Regions from separate parts of the Zea mays genome. Here region 1 is linked to region 2. Evidence: chromatin contacts called from public Hi-C data. All regions are on one chromosome and are shown on one strand. Each heading gives the region's core, a stretch centred on a gene start, on an enhancer-like site or on the middle of the called end of the contact. The rest is flanking DNA. Distances are from core to core; before and after follow the strand shown. Region 1 holds the start of LOC103645817 (ribulose bisphosphate carboxylase/oxygenase activase 2, chloroplastic). Region 2 holds the start of LOC100217202 (putative amino acid permease 7).

Region 1 (6,560 bases), core at 3,577-6,076, 170 kb after region 2:
ACTACAAGAGCTCTAGCATTCAATTCTAGACACACTAAAGAGATCAAATCCTCTCCAATTCCACACAAAGCCCTAGTGACTAGTGAGAGTGATTTGCCGTGTTCATTTGAGCTCTTGCGCTTGGATTGCTTCTTTTCTTTCTCACTTGTTCTTGTGATCAATACTCCATTGTAATCAAGGCAAGAGGCACCAATTGTGTGGTGGCCCTTGCGGGGAAGTTTTATTCCCGGCTTTGATTTGAGAAGAGAAGCTCACTCGGTCCGAGGGACCGTTTGAGAGAGGGAAGGGTTGAAAGAGACCCGGCCTTTGTGGCCTCCTCAACGGGGAGTAGGTTTGCGAGAACCGAACCTCGGTAAAACAAATCCGTGTGTCTCACTTCATTATTCGCTTGCGATTTGTTTTGTGCCCTCTCTCGCGGACTCGTTTATATTTCTAACGCTAACCCGGCTTGTAGTTGTGTTTATATTTGTAAATTTCAGTTTCGCCCTATTCACCCCCCCTCTAGGCGACTATCAAATATACTAATTAAAAACAATATGCACTTAAGATTTAATCGTTACCATCCTTTGGATATCACTTGGTTGTAGGCCTTTTGCTTGATTCCCACAAAGATTAATCCTTATTCCCTACAACACAAGTTCTTGCTAGAGATGAATATGAAGTTAGTGATATAACAACTCAATTCATCTTTGGGTCAATCTTAAAGGATAGACAATGTAAGATTGATAGCTTGAGATAAGAATTGAGTTAAACCGCTCAAGCACCCCAAAGCTTCATATCATCTCTAGGTACCTGCAAAACTTATTAAGTACATTTTGGTACCCATCTCATGATAGGTCCATCAAGGTTAGCCAATAAGGACTTAGGCACCCAAATAGCCTTGGTCCTAGAATGTGGTGAACTCATCACCTTTCTAGCACAAGAGTCAAATTTGGGTCTCCGAGGCATATTTGAATGTATTGACAAGTTAGGCTTAGGAGTTTTACCCTTTGGACAAACCTTGAATAGATGACCTTTTTCACGGCAATTGTAGCAAATGCGATGCTTGTCCTTGCAATGCATTTGCCTTTTGCTTTCATCCTTTTTGATGGTCATCTTTCTTGATCGTGCAAGGTCTTGATTCTTCATGTGGGGGCATGAATCAATTTCATGGCCCTTCTCCTTGCATCCATAGCACCTCCTATCGCTTCTTTTTGATCTTTCTTTGTTGAAGCACATAGGTACATTGTTAGAGCAAATCATATGAGCATTAATTTTCTCACCATGGATTTTGCTCATGCCCTTCTTGGAAAGCTTGGTATTCTTTTGAAGGGGTTTTGTGCATGCTACGGTTGTCTCCTTCTCAAGCTTTTTCACCATATTATCACGGTTATCTTGAGAAGGTTGAGCATGACACTTTCCCTTCAAACGAGTTAAGCTCCTTCTTAGCATTCCAACTTCTTCCTTGAGCTCTTTATTTTCTTGTGTGATAGAAATATCACTAATTCCTGAAATTTCTAGCTCAATTGAAGATTGGCTTGCTTGATAACAACAATTGTTAGCACATGGTAATATAGTTTCAATTTCAACACATGTGCACATGTGAGGTTGGTATGATTTCAAATTAGTTAACACAACCTCATGAGCCATTTCTAACATGATATGTGAATCCATAAATTTATTATGAGAGCATACAAGCATATCATGTTTTTCTTGTAAAGCTATATTTTCAATGTTTAGCTTTTCTACCGTGTTCTTGAGCATAGCATTTTTATTTTCTAATTGAGCAATATATGATGAATGATTAATAGCTTTAATTTGCTCAATTGAAATGTCTTCATACCTTTGGACCAAATCATCATGAGAGCACTTTAGCTTCTCATGCTCTTTGGTCAACTTCTCCAAGTCTTTGATTTTTTCGATGAGGATATCTTCTTGCTTATGAAGCATTTCCTTTTGTTCTTCCGCTCTTTTCATGAGTTTGAGCAAGCTCATTCGGTTCTTCTTACTTAGTTGAGCGAAGAATTTTTGAAGATCATCCTCATCTTCACTATCACTTTCATGCTCCTCCTCATCCTCACTTTCGCTTTCACTGTCACTCTCATTAGCAACAAAGCACATATGAGAAGTGGATTTGAAAGACGAACCTTGTGAAGAGGTGGATTCGTCGTTTGGTCTCCATCGATCATTTTCTTCTTCTTCAATAATGTTCTTCGCCTCATCTTCCTTCATTTTGAGGAACATCCTTTCGGCGATTCTCATGGCAAGGTCTATTGCCCTAGGATCAATATCTGCACCAAAAGATGAAGTCGAGGCAACCTCAGCTTTTTCAAGCTTAGAAGCACTTTCGTTTCTTAGTCCCCCCGACATGATCTTTCCTCACGCGGTTAAACGTTAGAACGAGGATTAGGCTCTGATACCAATTGAAAGTTGCCTAGAGGGGGGGGGTGAATAGGCAAGTTAAAACTGTTTCAACAAAAACTAGAAGCAAACTGGGTAAAACTGAATTGATCTCAAAATTCACCCAGTTAACTTTGGAAATGAGATGTTCTAAATGATCCACAGGGTTCAAAGTAGTAGATCTGAGAAGGGCACTTCTCAAAATCCACACACCAAAAAGATATAAACAATCTTCCACGGAATGGTGAGAGAACGAAGAACATGAACAAACACAATGAGCAAGAACGCAAGAGACACAAGATTTATCCCGAGGTTCGGTCACACCACAAAAGGTGCCCTACTTCCTCGTTGAGGCGCCCACAAAGAGCCGGGTCTCTTTCAACCCTAATCCTCCCTTTGCCGACCACAAAGGTCAAGCCCACACAATAATCTTTGCTCAAACGAGCGGGTAATACAAACTTTCTTGTGGTCTTCCACAAGATTTGGAGACTCACAAGAGACACCTAGTCGTCTAGGAGCTAGAAGCTCCAAGAGTAATGAATCCACAAAGAACTCGATGTAGTACCAAAGCTCGAATGAAGAAGAAGAGCAAGAGAGATTTAGAGATGAAGCACAAAACCGCAGCTCTCAAGCTCACTCAAAGATTTCTCTCCAAAGATTTGAAATGGGAGAGGCAAGAGATGTGTGTGAGAGAGAGGGAGGTGTTTCTTGGGTTAGAAATGGAGTTCAAATCGTGCTCACTACTTTGGGGAGAGAGGTAGGAGGTAGTATATATAGGTGGAGCTCAAAACTAGCCGTTGGGCAGATTTTTCTGCCTGAGACCGGTTGAACCTCCCCCTAGGGCGGTTGAACCTCCCCTGGCAGGCCTGGCAGCCTGTCTGCCAGTCTGACTGGCAGACTGACGCGCAGACTGACCTGCAGACTGGTCAGGGTTGACCAGACTGGTTGAACCTCCCCCTAGGGCGGTTGAACCTCCCCTGACACCTCTGGCGACCTGTTTGCCAGTCTGACTTGCAGACTGTTGGTCAGAGGTCAGAGGGGTCAGAGACCAGCTGAACTGCCCCTTAGGACCAGTTCAACTGGTCTTGACCAGAGAGTTTAGGAGAGAAAACCCCAGCTCAACTGCCCGGAGGCAAGTTCAGCTGGTGTATGGTCAAAGAGGTTCACAGCTGAAGTTGAGTTCAGCTGAAGTTGAGAAAGCTCAACTCAGCTGAAGTTCAGCTCAGCTGAAAAGCTCAGCTGCAGCTGAAGAAGCTCAACTCAGCTGAAGTCAAGTTCAGCTGGAAAGCTCAGTTGCAGTTGAAGAAGTTCAGCTGCTTTTCAGCAAGAACACTCTAGGTTTCTCAACCCTAACCACGGTCAACCATAGAATGTTAAAGAGATTTTTGCTTTTCAAAAATAGCTTTTGAATAGAGAGGTTTGAGCTTTGGCAAACACCAACCTTCTTTTTGGATCCCCCTTTATAGTACGACGATTCCTATACTCAAGTTAAATAAAATAAATTGAAGTAAACTCCTTGAGTCATTGGTGTCTCATGTGTGATTGCTCCATGGCATTGCTTCATAAGGATCACAAACATCTTTGTCTCACCTTTTGAAGCAAACTCAAATCAAACCCTGTGACTTGTACCATATCACCTTATATGAGTTCAAATCATGGCTTCAAGTCATCTTACTGATGCATCAACATGTTGTAACTCTTCATAGCTGATTAGTTCATCGACTTAGTGCAAGTACTCTCTTCTTCACCTTAGCCATGGTACCTTGGTCTACAAGCCGTCGCTTGGCCTTCCCCTTCGCTTAGTTCCTCGAAGCCCTTTCCTTGCTATCTTCACCCTATCAAGCCATTCTTGAGTTACATCATATTGAGCATCCATTGAGAGAATCATTTCTTCAATATTGTGAACCTTGCTTGAATGTCTTCTAGATATAACTATCAAGATCAATCAAGCTCTAGTTTGATTCTCATAGAAGCATATATGGACTGACAGAAATATGGTCAAGCCAATTCACGATTCCTCATATCTTATTCTCTTTGGCTTGACCAATCCTCTAAATCACTTTGTCCTCTATTCTGGTCATATGTATGTAATGATTTCTCAGATCTTGTCCATATATTCAAACCAATATAGAGATCATATTATATCCATTTGCATTGTCTCATTGGTTATTTAACCTCGTGTTGAACCTTTGTTCACTGATCATTATACACTATTCAAGTATGTTCATCATACTGAATTTCCTGTTCAACACTTAGCAAACTCGTTAGACCTTTAAATGTGTTGTTATCCAAATCACCAAAACTCACAAAAGGGATGAATGTACTTTCAAATATCCTAAGATTATGAATTGTTAAAGCGATGTCTTTTTTGGTTCTTGTGTGTTCCTGAACGACCGTTATAGATAAGGCCAGAAATGCCGTACGAGCTTCCCAACGACCGCCGATCTCTCCCACACAGACACAGGTCACACCGTCACACGCACACTGCAGCGTGGCGCGGCTACTCCCCGCCATGGCCACCACCTCCGTCGCCGCCTCCTCTCCCCATCCCCATCTGTCCCGCCCCCGCCGGCGGAACTCCAGCGCCACCTCCAGAACCTCGATCCGGGGCTGCCTCCTGCCCATCCGATGCTCGTCCGCCTCGTCGTCGCAACCGCCGGCAACCGGCGGCGAGGAGGGAGAGTCGGGGCGCCGGCGGCTGTCGAAGCAGTCGTCGTGGGAGGACAGAGATGTGGAGGGGGACGACTACCTCTACCGCCTCGGGAAGGAGGCTGACAACTTGAACATCACCGTTGGCGCACGGTCCGGCATCGTCGACGAACTCTTCGTCGGAAACTTCCTCGGGAAAGACTGTACGTGCTCTGAAACCAGATCGGCTCTCCTACAGTCCACTGATTCCATGAAGCGCCGTGAATCGCAAAAATACTAAATCGACATACCTGCATTTGATAAGAATAAAGAACAATGTTTGCTCAGCTTAGTTCAGTGTACTGTTTAAACATATTGATATGCTTGGAAACAAAATCAAAGGGACGAGTTAAAAGATTTTGATAGCTTGGGGTGCAACGTGGTTGCAGCGGATATCGTGTTCGACTACCGGCAGAAGGCAACTAGAACGTTCGAGTACCTGCAGGGGGATTACTACATCGCACCTGCCTTCCTCGTGAGTTACTTTTGGTATTGGATCACATGCGATTATCCTGCTTTTATTTGGTTTTTTTCTGATATCCGATTGGCGAAGATTTGACGCTGCTGATTCATTTGGTTGCAGGATAAAGTTGGTAAGCTAATTAACATAAAAGGAACCTGGCAAATATTCCTGTATATTAAGGTATAAAATTGAACAGTCAATAACTTTCGACTCCCTCCATCCTGAAATTGTGGTTTCATTTGTGCTAACTCAACCCATCTTAAGTTAGACCAAATTCATAGAAAAAACCATGATATTTTTGACACCATATAAGCTCCATTGGAAACATTATGGAATGTATTTTTATAACTTATCTTTTTGATGTGGTAGAAATTAACATATTTTCCTATAATTTTAGTGAAACATGAGGTGGTTTGACTTAGGACTTTAGGAGAAATGAAAATACACTGTATTTCAGTACGGAGGGAGTATATAAGTGCTTCTTTCGATTTGCATTTGTCAATTCTCAGTTTTTACTTTTGCTATTGGACTTGGCGTGACAATTAATGGATTAAATGGGAGTGGTTAGCATGAGACGACCTTCTTTTTATAAAGAAAATAAATATAAGCCAACCAAATCATTAGACTGGATATGTTTTAGTCAAATACGTAGATAACCTGAGGTCAGACTGCAGATGAATTGTTAGTAACTATCATGCATATATAAATGAATGATTTTTCTGCTAAACTCATCTTTAATAATTGATTCTGAGTTTTGCGAGTGAGCTGTTGCTGTACAGTACATACAAACAACTTAATTCTTCAGGAACATGGACATTTCTAGTATGCTTAACATATTTCTTGTTCTTCTTCCCAGGTACAAATACTAAAATCTAAAGGACTATTTGTTGTTTGCAGCATGCCACATTGTAAAGAACTACATTGCGCATCTTCTTAATAATATCAAGGTTCCCCTAATACTTGGTAGAGTGACCCAGTTATTTGTTTCTGTAGTCTATTCTTGATATCAGTTAATGTAATTGACCCTGAT
Region 2 (6,210 bases), core at 2,990-5,489:
CGAGAGGTAAGAGGACCTTGACGGAGCCAGGCCCGTTGCGAACGAGGTCGCGGTGGACGATCTTCATCGCCGCGTACGCAGGGGAGAGGCCTCGCGCGCGGCTTTGCGTCGGCGGGCTGCGGGCGTGGCGACCTGGCGGGGGTGAATCGCGGCGGGCGGCGGGCGGCGAGGGGATGAAAAAGTCTTTTTAGAAACTACCTTACCGCGGATATGGTGACTAGATCAATTGCGAGAAGTTATGGATGGTTAAGCCTTAGGTCTCTTTCTTATAGGGACCCAAGACCTATCAGCTATCGAGAGTAAAATCGGACTTTGACAAAGTAACCATTGTTGTTAGTGTTTCTAGATAGCAAAACAGAAGGGCACGTGTTGTTTTGTTTGTTTGTCACCTGAGAGATCGGAACGCGATAACCGTGACAGCCCAGAAAGTCAGATTGGTGTCCAGTAAGGAACTAGCCCAACCGGTGAAGCCTGGCTGGCTAGCCCATGTACTGCGGCCCATTGGGAAGGTTAGGCCCGACGTTGAGGATATCTCGACAAAGCCCGTGTATCGGAAGTACATGCGGCCAGGCCTCTCCTTGCAAACTCGCATCAGTAATGACCAAAAAAAAAATCCTTCACAAGGCTATGCAATTAGAAAAGTCAAAACATGTTATATTTTAGAATAGATGGAGTAGCTTTGCAATTATACACCGAGACACAAACTTATTGGGTAAATGAATACTTAAAGAGTTTGATTTCATTTGCATACAAATCTCGTGATCATGTTCAGTGTTCACTATTTTGTAGTCATGAGATTAAAGTGCAATACATACATACGTCTGTCTTCAAGTTGCTACGATTTTCATTTATACTTGAATACAAAACACAAAGATGTGTGTTCTGTTGGGTAGGTGAGTGTGAATGCGGGTTATGGGAATGAAAGTAGTTATCTGAATTGTTCGAAATAATTTAATATTCTAAAATAGATATGTATGAAATTTGATGTTGATACTTTCTTATGTTATCAAGCATATTATTACAAATAGAAATATTTTTTTTCATTACTTATTTTATGTATTATTTGCTCTCTACAACAAAAGGCGAATAAATATTCGAATTCATGTTCAAATCTATATCCGAAATTTGTATCTATCATTTGAGAACATATATGATACATTTGAGGTTTATTTTTAAAAAAATCTTTACAAACCCAATGCTATAAATAAGAATATGTATCCTATTTATTCGCAATCAATCAAAAGATGATATTCGAATAAGTTTTCTATTTGTTTACTCATTAAATGGTTGACTGAGTTTTTAGCTGTTGATGTGTTTTGATCATCTTCTATAGGCACGCTTTGCTTTGACCACTTCTGTTTATTGGTGAATTAGAATATCACTTTTTGTGTCATGCTGCAAGTTTTTTAGCTTATACTTTCTGCATGTTTTGCAGGTGTCTTCGTTCCTTTGATACCGTCACTTCCTTCCAAAGTATTCTCATTGACTTTGAAAGATCATCTTAGTGTGATTATTACATGCCTAGCATGTATTTTGCAGCTAAAGTATTAAAATTTAGTGGCATTATTGTGTTGGCCAAGGAGTGTAGTATTTTTTTTTTGGTGCTTCCATGAGCAAGTTATAATCAACTATCAGCTATTTTCAAGTTCAGTGGGATCACTAAATTTTGAACTTTTTTGTTCATTCCGTATGAAATTTTTGATTGACCCAAATAATTTCATTTGCATATGTATTCTCTGTAACTTTAATAAGAGTGGCATTATCTGAAAAACTCCCTGAACAACCATAAATTAAGTGTTACAAAAATCATTTACGTAGCAGTGACACAGCATCACAAAAAAACTTTGGATCTAAACACGCACGGGTAGATATATTCATCAATCATCATGGTCATGGGCTCATGGCTAAGCGAACACAGGGAAATAAAAAAAACTTAGATACAGTACACTCTCTTTACACACTTCCACCATTCATGACATGGTTGACGACAGAAAAGGCGCTAATACCACAACTAGCCGAGCCTCTTGCGGATGACTCCCTCGACGGAGCCGACGAAGGCGAAGGTGCCGACGACGAAGCAGACGACGCTGAATGCCTGAAGCGCGACCCACGTCCGCGTCCACGGCAGGACCCCGCGCTGGACGCAGTACATCTCGACGGGGAGGTAGATGGCGAGGGGCCAGAAGACGACGGCGCCCAGCACGCCCAGCACCTCGTTGAAGTAGGGGAAGAGGAGGGCCAGCCCCGTGGTGCTCGCCACGTACGCCGTCCGGAAACACAGCCGCTGCAGGTTGAGGCTGTAGCTCCACGACGCCGGCGCGCCGGGCACCTTCACGGCGTAGGATTTGTTCACGAACGCGCTGTTCGGGAACCTGGCCGCCAAGGACCGGTCCGCGAAGGTGAAGATCTGCTGGCTGAACATCTGATCGCAACAGCAACAGACCCAGATATTAGCGTACGTGCGCGCATGTCATATGGCAAACGTACGTACTTTTACTGCTTGCTTCGTACTACCTGGTAGCCACCAAGCAGGTGGAGCACGATGCAGGCGTTGGCGAAGTCGATGAGCCAGTACGGCTCGTAGAAGCCGAAGCCGGTGAGCAGGTTGCCCGGCGCAGCGTTGCCGAAGGCGGCGTACCCGAAGCACCCCACGGCGAGGTAGAAGAACGTGGTGGCCAGGACCGCGAGCACGTTCCCCTTCTGCATCGTCTCGCTCTCTGGTGGCGGCGATTTGAGCGTGTCCTGCATGCAGTTTAATGAATTGCAAGAGTTTTTTTTTATGAAGTAAATTAATCGGAAGCTTACTTTGAGAAAAAAAAAGGTGAAGATCGATGCAGTGTAGTAGTAGTAGTATACCTGTATCTCCAGTAGGACAATGGTGTACGGGTAGGCGAACGCGATGTCGCCGATGGCCTGCGCGACTCGCCAGACTTTCTGCGGCGCGGTGCTCATCGGAACTCCGGCGACGCTTCCTTTGATCGCCCCATTTTCTGGTGGATTAATTCGATATACACGCACCAACCAAGATCATTCGCATCCAGGGCCCGCGTACGCGTCAATAACAACGTTGACTGAATCTCGCTCGATCTACCAATGCGAAATCACCTATGGTCTTGGCGAGGCCGAGGCCGAGGCCGATGGTGGCGTAGGTGAAGGACATGACGGCGGCGACGGCGGAGAGCCAGGCCATGCTGTGGAAGTTGGGTATGAGGGACAGCACCGCCTGGGCCGCCCCGAAGAGCAGCATGTAGAGGTGGTCGCCGCCGGCGCCGCAGGGAGCGCTGTGGCCCTGGCTGTGGTAGCAGTTGGCCCTCACGATCGCCCTGCGGCAACACAACAGTAGCGCGTGTCACCATTACCATGCAGCATGGCCAGCAGATCGAACGAAGAGAGCGGCGGGCCGGAAACGATCGGCGTACGTACCTGAGACAGGTCGCCGTGGTGATGGTGTAGGCGATTGCGGTCCCGTACATGTTGAGGTACTGGAACAGGCCGCAGAGCCAGGTGCGCTTCTCCCCTGGGCGCGTTGCTCTTGCTAGCTCTCGTAAGTGGAGTCGCCATGGAAAGATGTGCAAAGGCTAATACGCTAGCCGATAGATATGATAGGAACAAGAACAAGGATGCAGGAGCAACGCGTACCCAGGTGCGTCCTGACGGCGTCCATGTAGGTGTAGTTCCTCTGGCGTTTCAGGGAGCCATCATCGGAGGCAGGGGACCTGTAGCAGTGGGACAGGAGGAAGGCGGAGAGGTAGGTGACGAAGGCGAAGCAGAGCATGGCGACAGGGCCGCCCACCCAGCCCAGCTGCGCGACGCTCCACGAGAGCGCCAGCACGCCGCAGCCGATCACGGCGGTGATGATGTGCGCGAAGCAGGTCCATAGGTTGCCTGCCGCCGCCCATCGAACGACGAGAATTAGATCGGGGGTGTGGGGCTACTGCTGCTGCCGACGCACGCATGCACAAGGCGCGGGAGAGAGTGAGTGGTGGTACCGGTGCGCGCGGCGTGGCCGTCGTCGTCGAGCTCGACGCCGCCGGCGCCGACGCCGCCGACCTCCAGGGAGTGGCTGCCGTGGTGCTGCGCCATTGGCCAGCAGCCGGCGTTGGGAAACCTGAGAGCTCTGAGCTCGTGTCGTGTAGCCAATCGTGTGACTAGTACAGTGAGCAAAGAGTATAGCTCATCGGCGCTAGCGATCCATCCTTGTGTGGGACTGGCCGACTGGGTGGCCCGGAGAGGCCGGATCGAAGAGACCTTTGGCGGGCGACGGCCGACGGGCGGAGACTTTTGTCTCGTCCACAGCCACATGCCCACATCCAAGACGATCCGATCCGGCTGGCGTGGCGCCCTGGTTTACGTGCTACTACTGGTAGTACGAAGCAGGACGAGCTGTCGGGTCTTGCAAGTTCTCTGACGAGTCCAAGCAGCTGTTTTATACACTTGCAGACAAAACAAAGAGAAGAAAACGAGGGTTGCCACATGCGTTGTCAGGATTGTCCGTTCTCAGTTCAGTTTAGCTTGCACGAAACCTTTCCCGGGGATTGGACCCGCTGAACGCTGATTGATGCACTGCCTGCTTGCTTTCGAGAGCCGTTTTGCCGACTGGCGTTGGCCGCCCGATCAAGCGCATCTCTTTCCCTTACCGGATGGGCATGCATGTGATTCTGCTTTGGCGAGAGCCAGCCGGAGACGCCCCACCAGCTAGACCGGTTCAACGTCGGATAGAGTTCGAGTCTGATCAAGATTAGATCGTCGACCATTTAACACGACCTGTATCTAACCTCGTAACCCGTACCTAATTTTTTTTTAAAGTTAGGTCGGATTTTTTAGTTTCGAGTCAGTTTTTCCGGGCTTGTCTGATTTTAGATAAAAAAAATCATGACTCAAATCCAGCCCATGAATTATTACATATAAAAAAATAACGACCCACCGCCCACCACCTACCAGCAGTGGTCGAGGAGGTCACCAGATTTCATAAATGGTTTGAGCAAATCGCCTTTCTCATGAGGATGACGTGGTGGCCATGGCGTTTCGCTCACGGGTCACGTGGCGCCTCGATCATTGATTGATGGACAAAAACAGTTAGGCTGATCCTGATTCCTGACCGAGTCATTGGCCAATCATATCATATCACTAGGTGTGTGCCCGTGCGTTGCGACGGGAGTACGCTGGAATGAGTACCGACACATATCAGATCGGATCTTATATTTTCTTGAGGATCTGGAGAAAGTTTGCTCGAAAGCCTAACATGTTAAGACCTGAGCATGTTTTACCCTTGTGCCCCATCAGCACACTGTTCTGACTTACACCGATGAGGATGGTGATATTGTCATGCTAGATGATGATGATGACTTGCGTGATGCAGCTCTCCGTCAGAAATTAAACCCTCTCAGGATTACTGTTCAACTGAAGAAAAATCAACCAACTGAAAAAAGATACTTCTGCACCAGTGAAATCCACTGCTCAGGATACACTATCCGAGATAATGTCAGCTATTGAAGGTTTGAAGCCTGTTCGGGAAGATAGTCTGGCCCATATAAAATCAGCTATTGGTGAAGCAATCAAGTCTATCCTAGAGCCAATACCTGATGCCCTTGCAAAACTTTCTCATGAAATACTTGATGCAGCACCACCACCATTAGCTGAGCTGATGAAACCTTTTGCACAATTGATGGCACCAAACAATAATGGCAATGGGCCATCTGATGTGCATGCTAAGGGGTCATCTAGCTCTTCCAGTGCACAGGTGCCAGCTGAAGCTAAAAATGAGCCCAAAGTTAGGCCAAGTTTGGGTCTTTAGACCGTGTTGAAAGAGGCTGCTGGACTTGTTCCTAATGCTGGAGCTTCTCAGGTTCAACAGCCATTAATGTATCCATCTATTGAGGAGATGATGTTCCCCTGTAATTCAGTCGACAAATCTGTTTGCAAAGGGAAGATTTGATCAAAGGGAAAATCTGTTACGTCCTGAGGCATCCAACTCATAGTTGTATTTTCTAGGGCAAACGGAACCATAGTTACAAGTGCAAGCCATTCCGCAGCATTCCGAGAATATCAGTTTTAGTGGACCATTCAACATCAGGGAACTAAAATAGGTTTTGCCCTGCCCCCCTAGACAACTGGGTTCATCGCACACATAATTCGATAGTACAACAGCTGGATCAGCCCAAGGAAAATCATACACCGAAAAATTGATGGGTGGTCCGGGTTTGATCCCCA

What was found. Hi-C and Micro-C count contacts between places; a contact is called where the count stands out from the background.
Region 1: a contact with region 2 is called in a Hi-C map of ear, with 2.9 times the contacts expected there. The contact joins the promoter of LOC103645817 here to the promoter of LOC100217202 in region 2. A contact is called at or near these places in 4 of 25 Hi-C or Micro-C datasets (bundle sheath, ear and leaf).

The regions. Positions count from the first base shown.
Region 1 is chr2:4,378,114-4,384,673 of Zm-B73-REFERENCE-NAM-5.0, forward strand. It overlaps LOC103645817 (ribulose bisphosphate carboxylase/oxygenase activase 2, chloroplastic), which reads left to right and starts at 4,827. Exons shown (of 12, transcript NM_001364552.1): 1 at 4,827-5,231; 2 at 5,457-5,542; 3 at 5,651-5,660; 4 at 6,428-6,493. The coding sequence starts at 4,892.
Region 2 is chr2:4,212,995-4,219,204 of Zm-B73-REFERENCE-NAM-5.0, forward strand. LOC100217202 (putative amino acid permease 7) reads right to left here and starts at 4,240. Exons shown (of 7, transcript NM_001143570.1): 1 at 3,990-4,240; 2 at 3,640-3,885; 3 at 3,424-3,517; 4 at 3,106-3,323; 5 at 2,857-2,990; 6 at 2,515-2,742; 7 at 1,847-2,422. The coding sequence starts at 4,083. The coding sequence ends at 2,012. It overlaps LOC103645815 (protein PELOTA 1), which reads right to left and starts at 214. Exons shown (of 16, transcript NM_001351109.1): 1 at 17-214. The coding sequence starts at 67.